Linked DNA regions of Ovis aries: region 2 is linked to region 1. The links are chromatin contacts, called in public Hi-C maps. All regions are on one chromosome and are shown on one strand. Each heading gives the region's core, a stretch centred on a gene start, on an enhancer-like site or on the middle of the called end of the contact. The rest is flanking DNA. Distances are from core to core; before and after follow the strand shown. Region 1 has its middle 100 kb from the start of TSPYL5. Region 2 overlaps SDC2 (syndecan 2).

The links. Hi-C and Micro-C count contacts between places; a contact is called where the count stands out from the background.
Region 2: a contact with region 1 is called in a Hi-C map of liver, with 9 times the contacts expected there. The contact joins two enhancer-like sites. A contact is called at or near these places in 2 of 16 Hi-C or Micro-C datasets (liver and mixed tissues).

The regions. Positions count from the first base shown.
Region 1 is chr9:79,859,617-79,863,637 of ARS-UI_Ramb_v3.0, reverse strand. No RefSeq gene overlaps it. Among named protein-coding and RNA genes, the nearest start is that of TSPYL5, 100 kb to the right of the region's middle. Within about 2 kb of position 1,302, at least 1 of the 54 cell types and tissues checked has an H3K27ac peak or open chromatin away from gene starts, as enhancers often do. A contact at or near this core is called in liver, where this site is marked.
Region 2 is chr9:80,513,707-80,517,476 of ARS-UI_Ramb_v3.0, reverse strand. It overlaps SDC2 (syndecan 2), which reads left to right. Exons shown (of 5, transcript XM_015097914.4): 2 at 3,045-3,156. Among named protein-coding and RNA genes, the nearest start is that of CPQ, 55 kb to the right of the region's middle. Within about 2 kb of position 1,391, at least 4 of the 54 cell types and tissues checked have an H3K27ac peak or open chromatin away from gene starts, as enhancers often do. A contact at or near this core is called in liver, where this site is marked.

The DNA of each region.
Region 1 (4,021 bases), core at 53-2,552:
AATCTTCACACAATCCTGTACGTTGGGTATTATATATTCCTACAATATGGACAGGAAAACTCAGGACTTAGAGGCTAAATCATGTGCCCAAGCTCACGTGGTCAGCAGTGGAAGCCATGTTGTAATTTACTTTGGCTGGAGTTTGCCCTTTACCCTAAACTAGGGTGCCTCTACTGAGCATCAAAGCTGTCTATAAAAGGAAATGAGTTGATTGGCTGAGCTTGAGTCAGGCACCCATCCCTGAACCAATCAGGGATAAGAAGGGCATAGGATCACACTGGAGAAAGCAACTTGGTGCCCCTACCACACCCAGGGAAGGATGCAGGAAGGGGCTAAACTTAGCTCAGGAGAGTTTTGCAGCTGCCCCTGAGGAACCTCTTCCTCCTCTCTTGCCTCCTCTCAGGGGCCCAAGGCTGACTTAGTTATTCTCTTCAGTTCACAACACATTACTGTCATCGTGTTTCTCTTTCTTTATTTCATCGTATCCCTCTTCTCCCCTTTGTTCTCCACCTGTCCTCAAAGGCAGCCACGCTACTCTGTTTGATAGAAATCATTTCATTTATATGTGTTCTTATATCATACATATTGTTTTGTGTGCATGCATTTTTAATTTACATATATGACATCAGGCTGTAGGGCCCATTCTTTGTCTTCCTTTTGCCATTCGGTCTTGTATTCAAAAGGCATGTAAAAGGTTGCCAGGCTGCCAGCATGCTGTTTCCGACAACAACACATACATATGGTCTGCACCATTTTACTATTCCCCCAACCCATGTCCAGCCCAGGCATGGACAAACGGGTTCTGTGGGTCAGTTCGCCCAACCTGGGAGCCCCCTCTTCTGGCGAGGCCCTTCCCTGCCTGCTGCAGAGTCCCTGCTCTGTGCCCTCACAGTCCACCATGCTCACCTCCGTCACGGCGGAGACCACGGAGCAGCTCAGCTAAAAGTGCAGAAATGGGGCCCAACTGCCTGGCTTCAGAATCCTGTCTTTTTCGCTTCCATCTATGTCACATAGCCTCTCACTATGTCAGCAAAATGATAACCACAGCTACTCATGGGATTGTTGTGAAGATTAAATGAGAAAAATCTATGAAAAGTGCTAAGAACGGTGCCTGGTACAAATTAAGTGCTATTTGTGCATATTATAATAACATTTGTGACATGTTTTGGAAAGGTCTGTTTACATGTCTGTCGCCACCACCAGATTATGAAATCCTCAAGGGCAAGGACCTTGGATTTTGATCTTCTGGGTGCCAGAGGCCCACACATTACATCAACCCAGGGCAGGCTCATTGGACACTCTGTCTTACTCATCCTCTGGTTTGACATGGCTGCAGGCTTTGTATCTAGAAACCAACTGGGTTGAAGAGGGACTAGATAGAACAGATTGGAGACGTGGCTTTAAAAGGGAGAATTTTCCCGGACTCTAAAGCTGTGTAATAGAAAATATAGCATAAGCTGCCACCAACAACCAAGAAGGTCAGCAGGTCACCCAAGACTGGTCTCTAGAGGACATCCTTACCCAGGTTGCTGTATGAACTCGCCTGGAGCATGGCCAGGAACCAGTTCTTGGTCATAAGCCAACATTTTCCGGCTTTGTGTATATTCACCTCAATGTCTTCATCTGTAAAATGGGACTAAGAGCCACTACTTCATTGAGTTGGCCTAGAATTATGTAAGGGAACCATTACCAACTGCTTAGAACCACGTCTGGCATGGCCTCAACTGGCAATAAATACTCTCTCTTCTTAGTGTCATTATCACCAAATCAGTTGTTCCTACAGAGCTGGGAGATGCCACATTCATTTTTTATCTTGTTTCAGGGTCTTGGAATTTTTGTTTATTTGTATGTTTGTTTTTGTATTTATTTACTTATTTGGCATTCTGGTGGGAACTGTGAACAGGTTGTCTGTTGGAAAGTTCTAGCCCTTTTTGCCTTAGCCTCAATGTTTGTGCCCTTGAATTCACAGGTGGATGATACAGCTTTCCATCTTAGAAATTGTCTTAATAACAATATCACTTTCGGGTTGAAAGTTCTCTGAAATCTCAGCTTCCAGCAACCCCCGGTCAGATATTCCCCAGAATATGGGAGGGCACCATTTACAATCACACAACACACTTAAATGGGAATGAACCTCGTTCCTTCTGTTGTTAAAATAAACAAATAAATAAAGGGGAAAAACAATGAAATCAAACCGAGGTCCAGCAGAACTGTCCTCAGAGTAACATAGGTTTTTGCCATGAGCTTTCTAAGCAACATTTAGCTGCTATTGGGCCACGGAAAGACTCTTTTTAACAATGCTTAATTTCATAGGTGGAAAGAAGCCTTCTGGTGAATTACTGGCTGCCCTACACTAGAGCCTTATCTGTAAGAACCATTAGCTACAAAAGAGAGGTTAATTATAAGGAGAACTCCATGGCCTGAGCTGAGGGGTTTTAGTGACACCCAGCGAAGGGGTCAATCAGGTGGCCACGGTTGGTGACAACGGTCCCCTCCCAGCAAAGGCTTTGTGGGGAGTCTGATGCCACATGCACCCTTCGGGCCTGTGCGCGGGCCTGGAGGCCTGGTCGTGTTTGGGTTCATTAGCTGTGGGGACCGTTGCCCACAGGGATCATTAACTACTGGTAGGGGGAAGCGGGCAGGAGCAAGATGAGCAGAATTACTCATTTCTTAAAATGAGGATCTTGGTAAAACTCTGAACAGACCTTGCCCCGGGGGCCGGCTCCCTGGTCCCTGGGATCAGTACGTTGATGGAGACAGCTTTTTCAACATCTTCCTCCCCACTCTCCTCTGTGCCCGGTGCTTCTGCCTTCAGCTGTGCCTGAAAACACACTCAGGTGGGAAGCACTTATTTCCAAGAAACTGCATGAGACATTTTCTTTCAGAAGCCCTTGGAAACTAAATTTTGTGTTTTGTCAAGAACATTGGATTTTGAGCCAGGAACTCAGTTCCCAACCCACTCACTCGTCCTCCAACATTCTGAGGACAAAGCAGAAGCCAGGACAGGCAAAATGTAGTAGCTCACTTCCCAAAGAACTATTTTAATAATATGTATACACACTTCAGAATCCACTGTGCTCATTACTAAGCACCTACTGCATGCCAGACCCTGTGCAACGGACTTTTCCTGATCTTGCTCCCCCATACCCAGAGCATCCGGACCTGCAAGCACGCATGATGCTCAGCAGTTCTGCTGACCACACACTGAGAGTCAGGCTCAGAGACCAGCAGGCTACCTGGTGAATGCAGAGCTGGCATCTTTATCCTTTGACCGCTGTTGGTCCTTTGCGGTTCTTCAACCCTGTTTCAACAGAATAACCCAGACAGGAACTTGCAATGTTCAAATTGTTGCCATAAGCATTCAGGGCTTAAGGGTAGGAATTTTCAAATGGCTCCCTCTGAGTATGAACACTCCGATCTCACCCACCCCATCTATGCTTCTGGACTTTTTTTTTTTTCTTAATATTCCTAACTTTTGAGTATGTGTGTAGGCAGACAAACCTTGTGACAAATACCTGGCCAGTCTGGAATGGTTGTATGGGTTGATGCTCCATGAATGCTACTGTGTTTTCAATATTGCTATGGATAAGTATTTTTTTATTCTAACACTTCCAAATCAAATTACCTTTTAAGAACACCCCCTTCACTGTGCTAGCGCTGGATGACATTTTACCATTTCGGACTTCTACTCTTCACGTCTTTTTGCAATTATGATAGTTATAAGACATTCTCCTGAATGGTGGTGTTGTCACAGGTTAATATAAATGAATGCATTCTACCACACTCTAGTTTCTTATCAACATTGAGCTTAAGCGTTTTTAATTTGCAGATACTTTATATTTAGCAATGTTTCTGAGGTGTTTCCGCTTGAGTTCATCCAAGGCAGTGAGCAAATGAGGGGCTGACGCTGTTGTGGAAGTGAGCAGATGGCTGTGACCAGGAGCAGGGTTTGTGGAGCCAGCTCTCCTGAGTCTGAGCTCCAGCTGTAGCATCATCGCTGTTATCGATATTGAGCAAGTGC
Region 2 (3,770 bases), core at 142-2,641, 650 kb before region 1:
CGTGGGAAAAGAAGCCTGCTTATATGAGATCAGACTATGGAAGGTTGTGTGTGTGTGTATGTGTGTTTGTGTGTGTGCGCACGCGCATATGCTAAGCTGCTTTAGTTGTATCTGACTCTTTGGAACCCTATGGACTGTACCCACCAGTCCATGTACCCATCTCTGTCCATGGGATTCTCCAGGCAAGAATACTGGAGTGGGTTGCCATGCCCTCCTCCAGGGGATCTTCTCAACCCAGGGATCAAATGTGCAGCTCCTGCGACTCCTGCATTGGATTTTTTTTACTGCTGAGCCACCAGTGAAGCTCTCTATGGAAGGACAGATATTGGCAATTCCTCTTAGGTGCTTGGTGCCCCTGATGTCAGAGGAGGAGATAACTTTTAGTGTGATGTCATAATTATTGGTACCACATCAGACAATGGAGGAACAAATCCTTTTAGCTGCCCTCGAGCACATTAAACATCCCATCAGCCCCAGGACTGCCCTGGAGCCTCGCAGAGCCTGAGGGGCTGAGGGGCTGCCAGCTTCTTTAGATGTGTCCTGAGCCCAAGTCTTGTAGCAGTTCAGGTCCCACAGCCTCCTCCTAAGGAGCTGGTTGTCATAGAGAAGTGAGTTGCTTGTCAAGCCAGCCTGTGTGGTTGAGTCGTGAGGTGGCCACAGTCCTCTGGGAGACGTGTTTTGGCCCATCTGCCTGTGCGTGTGACAGACGTGCCCGTCTAGCAACTGGGTCACCTAATGAATAGACTTGCAGTTTACAAGTAGGGATTAAATATTTCACATGGCCCGTGCCACCTCCAACTTCTTTGACAGAGCCAAGAGGAAAAAATCATTCAGTGTTGAGAAAAGGCAAACAGGTTTCTGCTTTTAAGTTCAAGGTTGCGCAAATAGGTCCCTGTCCATGTGTACAGTTTGGGACTGATGGTCTCCGAGGCTTCGGATGGAAAGATATCAACTGTAGGAGTCCCCCAGGACTCGTGACATGTGTTAACTCTGAAGCCTGAGTCAAAGGCCAGTTTGTTTTAGGTAATCTCAGTCAGCAAATATTTATTGAATCCCCATGCCTTCCGAGAGGGCCAGAGAGCTTAGGTCATTGAGGCCCTGCCTTCTCCAAGTGTGCTCTGCTGAGGGGCCACAGGACAATGCACACCAGACAATAACACCGAGCCTTTGTCTTCAATTGTTCACAGGCTAAAAATCTAAAATAGTAGTTTCTAACAAGGGGACGTGGAAGGTCTGAAAAAACAGAGCCTGTTTTGTAGACTGGACTTGAGAGAAAGAATGAGAGGGCTCTGCCAGTGGAGTTCATAGGACAAAGTTTAATACACACAGGACAGCAAACGGCCCAAGCGCTGTTTGCTGAGCACTTGCTGCCCCCCAGATGGTGTGATTGTGGGGGGTGGGGTGAACTGAGGACGTATGAAGCACAGTCCTTGCCCTTGTAGGAGCTAAGAGACTGCCAGGGTCAGTGACGCCGATGGTGGGGCTGTGGAACCCACGGCTCCTGATACTGTAGGTTCACGAGCTTTGGGAAGCCCGGCCTGGACTGGTGAAAGCCTTGGAGACTGCTATCATGAAGCATGGCCTCAGAGGGCAGAGTTAAGCTCTGACTGTTCTAGGAAAATTCAAGCACACTCTTGTCTCAGGGTGGTCATTCAGTGCCTGCCGGCCAGGCTACTGGGAAACCAGGGCCTCATTAAGGTGTCAGTTCTCAGAACGTGCCGATGTGGCCGCTTGAGCAAAGCAGGCATCCATACCTTCACGGTAGTCGTCACTGAGGCCTGGAGGACACCGGCTTGGGTTTAGGACACCAGCTTGGGTTTAGGACACCAGCTTGGGTTTAGGATACTTCGGTCTCTACAATCAGCTGTCAAAACCCGAGAGAAGAAAGTGGTGCTGTGATGGGGTGGCCCCGGCGTCCTCCGTGGAAGGTTCCAGTCCAGTGACTGCTGGAGCAGAAGAAGGCTTTATTTTATCAATAAAAGGAAATCTGATGAAAGCCACTGTAATGAGGGAAACATTTTTTTGTCATTCCTGTTAAAAACAAACATTCCATTTGATTTTTAAAATATAGGACAATAATGAGTGCTGCCTTTTCCCAAACACGAGGGGTTTTTAGAGGCTTACAGGCTGCTGTATTTGTTTCTGGGCTGTCATGAGATACTGGTGGTAAAATATCAATTTACTGAAACCATTTAAGAAAAATTATACATCTACTCAGCCTCCACTTCATGCAAATGACTCTCTTGACAGGATTAGATTGAATTTTAATACTAAAACTCTTACTGAAGAGCTAAGAAGCTGTGGAACTGGTCAACTTAGCGAATGATCCCTTTCCCTATTCAGTGTGTGATTTGCTGTTACCCAGTGCCAGGAATATAAAAAGAATGTGCTCCTGTGGGTTTATCTGCATTTGTCATTAAGGCTCCACTAAGCCTGTGGGCCCCAGATGCGGCTCGCGGTGGGCTTGCCCTGGTCCACAGCCTCGCAGGCCCTGCTCCTGGCGGGGTGTGGTGCTGGCCTCTGCATGGCCCCCGAGAGCTCCTGGCCATACTGGTGCCTCTCTGAGTGTGGCCAGGCCTGTAAATGTCTAAGGGACCTTGACACATCCCTGGGAGATGATTTTTCCCAAGCACCCTAATGCATCCCCAAGGAAGTCTTAAATGAGTTGACTGTCTTGCAGCTTTTCCAGTCAAGGAGCCTCACGGTGACTTTGGGAAAGCAGATGGCTCCAGCTAGCACTGGGGCCACTGGCACTCAGACAGCTTTAGTAGGAAGTGAGGAAATAAGCCCGTGATAGGTGCTTCTGAGGCATCTTCTGAGGATCCACCGGGTTAGGTTTCCCTCAGGAGCATTGTCTGTGGTCAGCCCTTGACGTCATGTGACTTGTCAGGGTGTGCCGAGGAAAGGTAGGGACAAAAATCAGTTTAAAGGAACAGGAGAGAGGGACAGGTAGTCACTGAGGTATAAGCCTGAACAGTGAGATGAATGAATAAACTCTTTCCTAATTTCTCACCATCCTGAACCCCCTCTCTCTCCTTTCTCAGCGGGCAGAGCTGACATCTGATAAAGACATGTACCTCGACAACAGCTCCATTGAAGAAGCTTCAGGAGTATATCCTATTGACGATGATGACTATGCTTCTGCATCAGGCTCGGGTAAGGCTAGCTACATCCACACTCATCTCTGATCTCTGTGTTTGTGTATGCATGTGCACACACACACAACACACTCTTACACACACACACTCTTACACACACATACACTCACACTCTATTGGAACGTGCTTCAGGGAAGCAAGCAGGAGGCATAACTGTTAAGGGCACACTCAGTGCCTGGGTGTGAATTCTAGCTCCCAGCTACTTGAACTGTGAGATCTTGGAAACATATTTAATTTGGCTGAACCTCAGTTTCCTCATTTATAGAATGGAAGATGATAATAATCCCTCCCACATCGGGTTGTCATGCATCTTAAGGGGTTGATACATCTGTAACTCTTAGAGATTGCTGCTTGGCGTGTAGTCAGTGTTCTGTCAACATTATCAGAGTGATGTCATGAAAACCACCCTCAAATACTAGTTTCATAAAACTGCCAACCCTACCTTAAAGCTTATAGATGAGACCGAGAAGAGTTATGCTTGCTTACTACTAGTGTATTGCTCAGAAGTAGGAGGGAGAATGCAGTAGCCAAGTAAAATGATTGTACACTGATATCTTCAACTCCTGTGGTGTATCAGTTATCTATTACTTCAGTAATGCCTTGTGACAAACC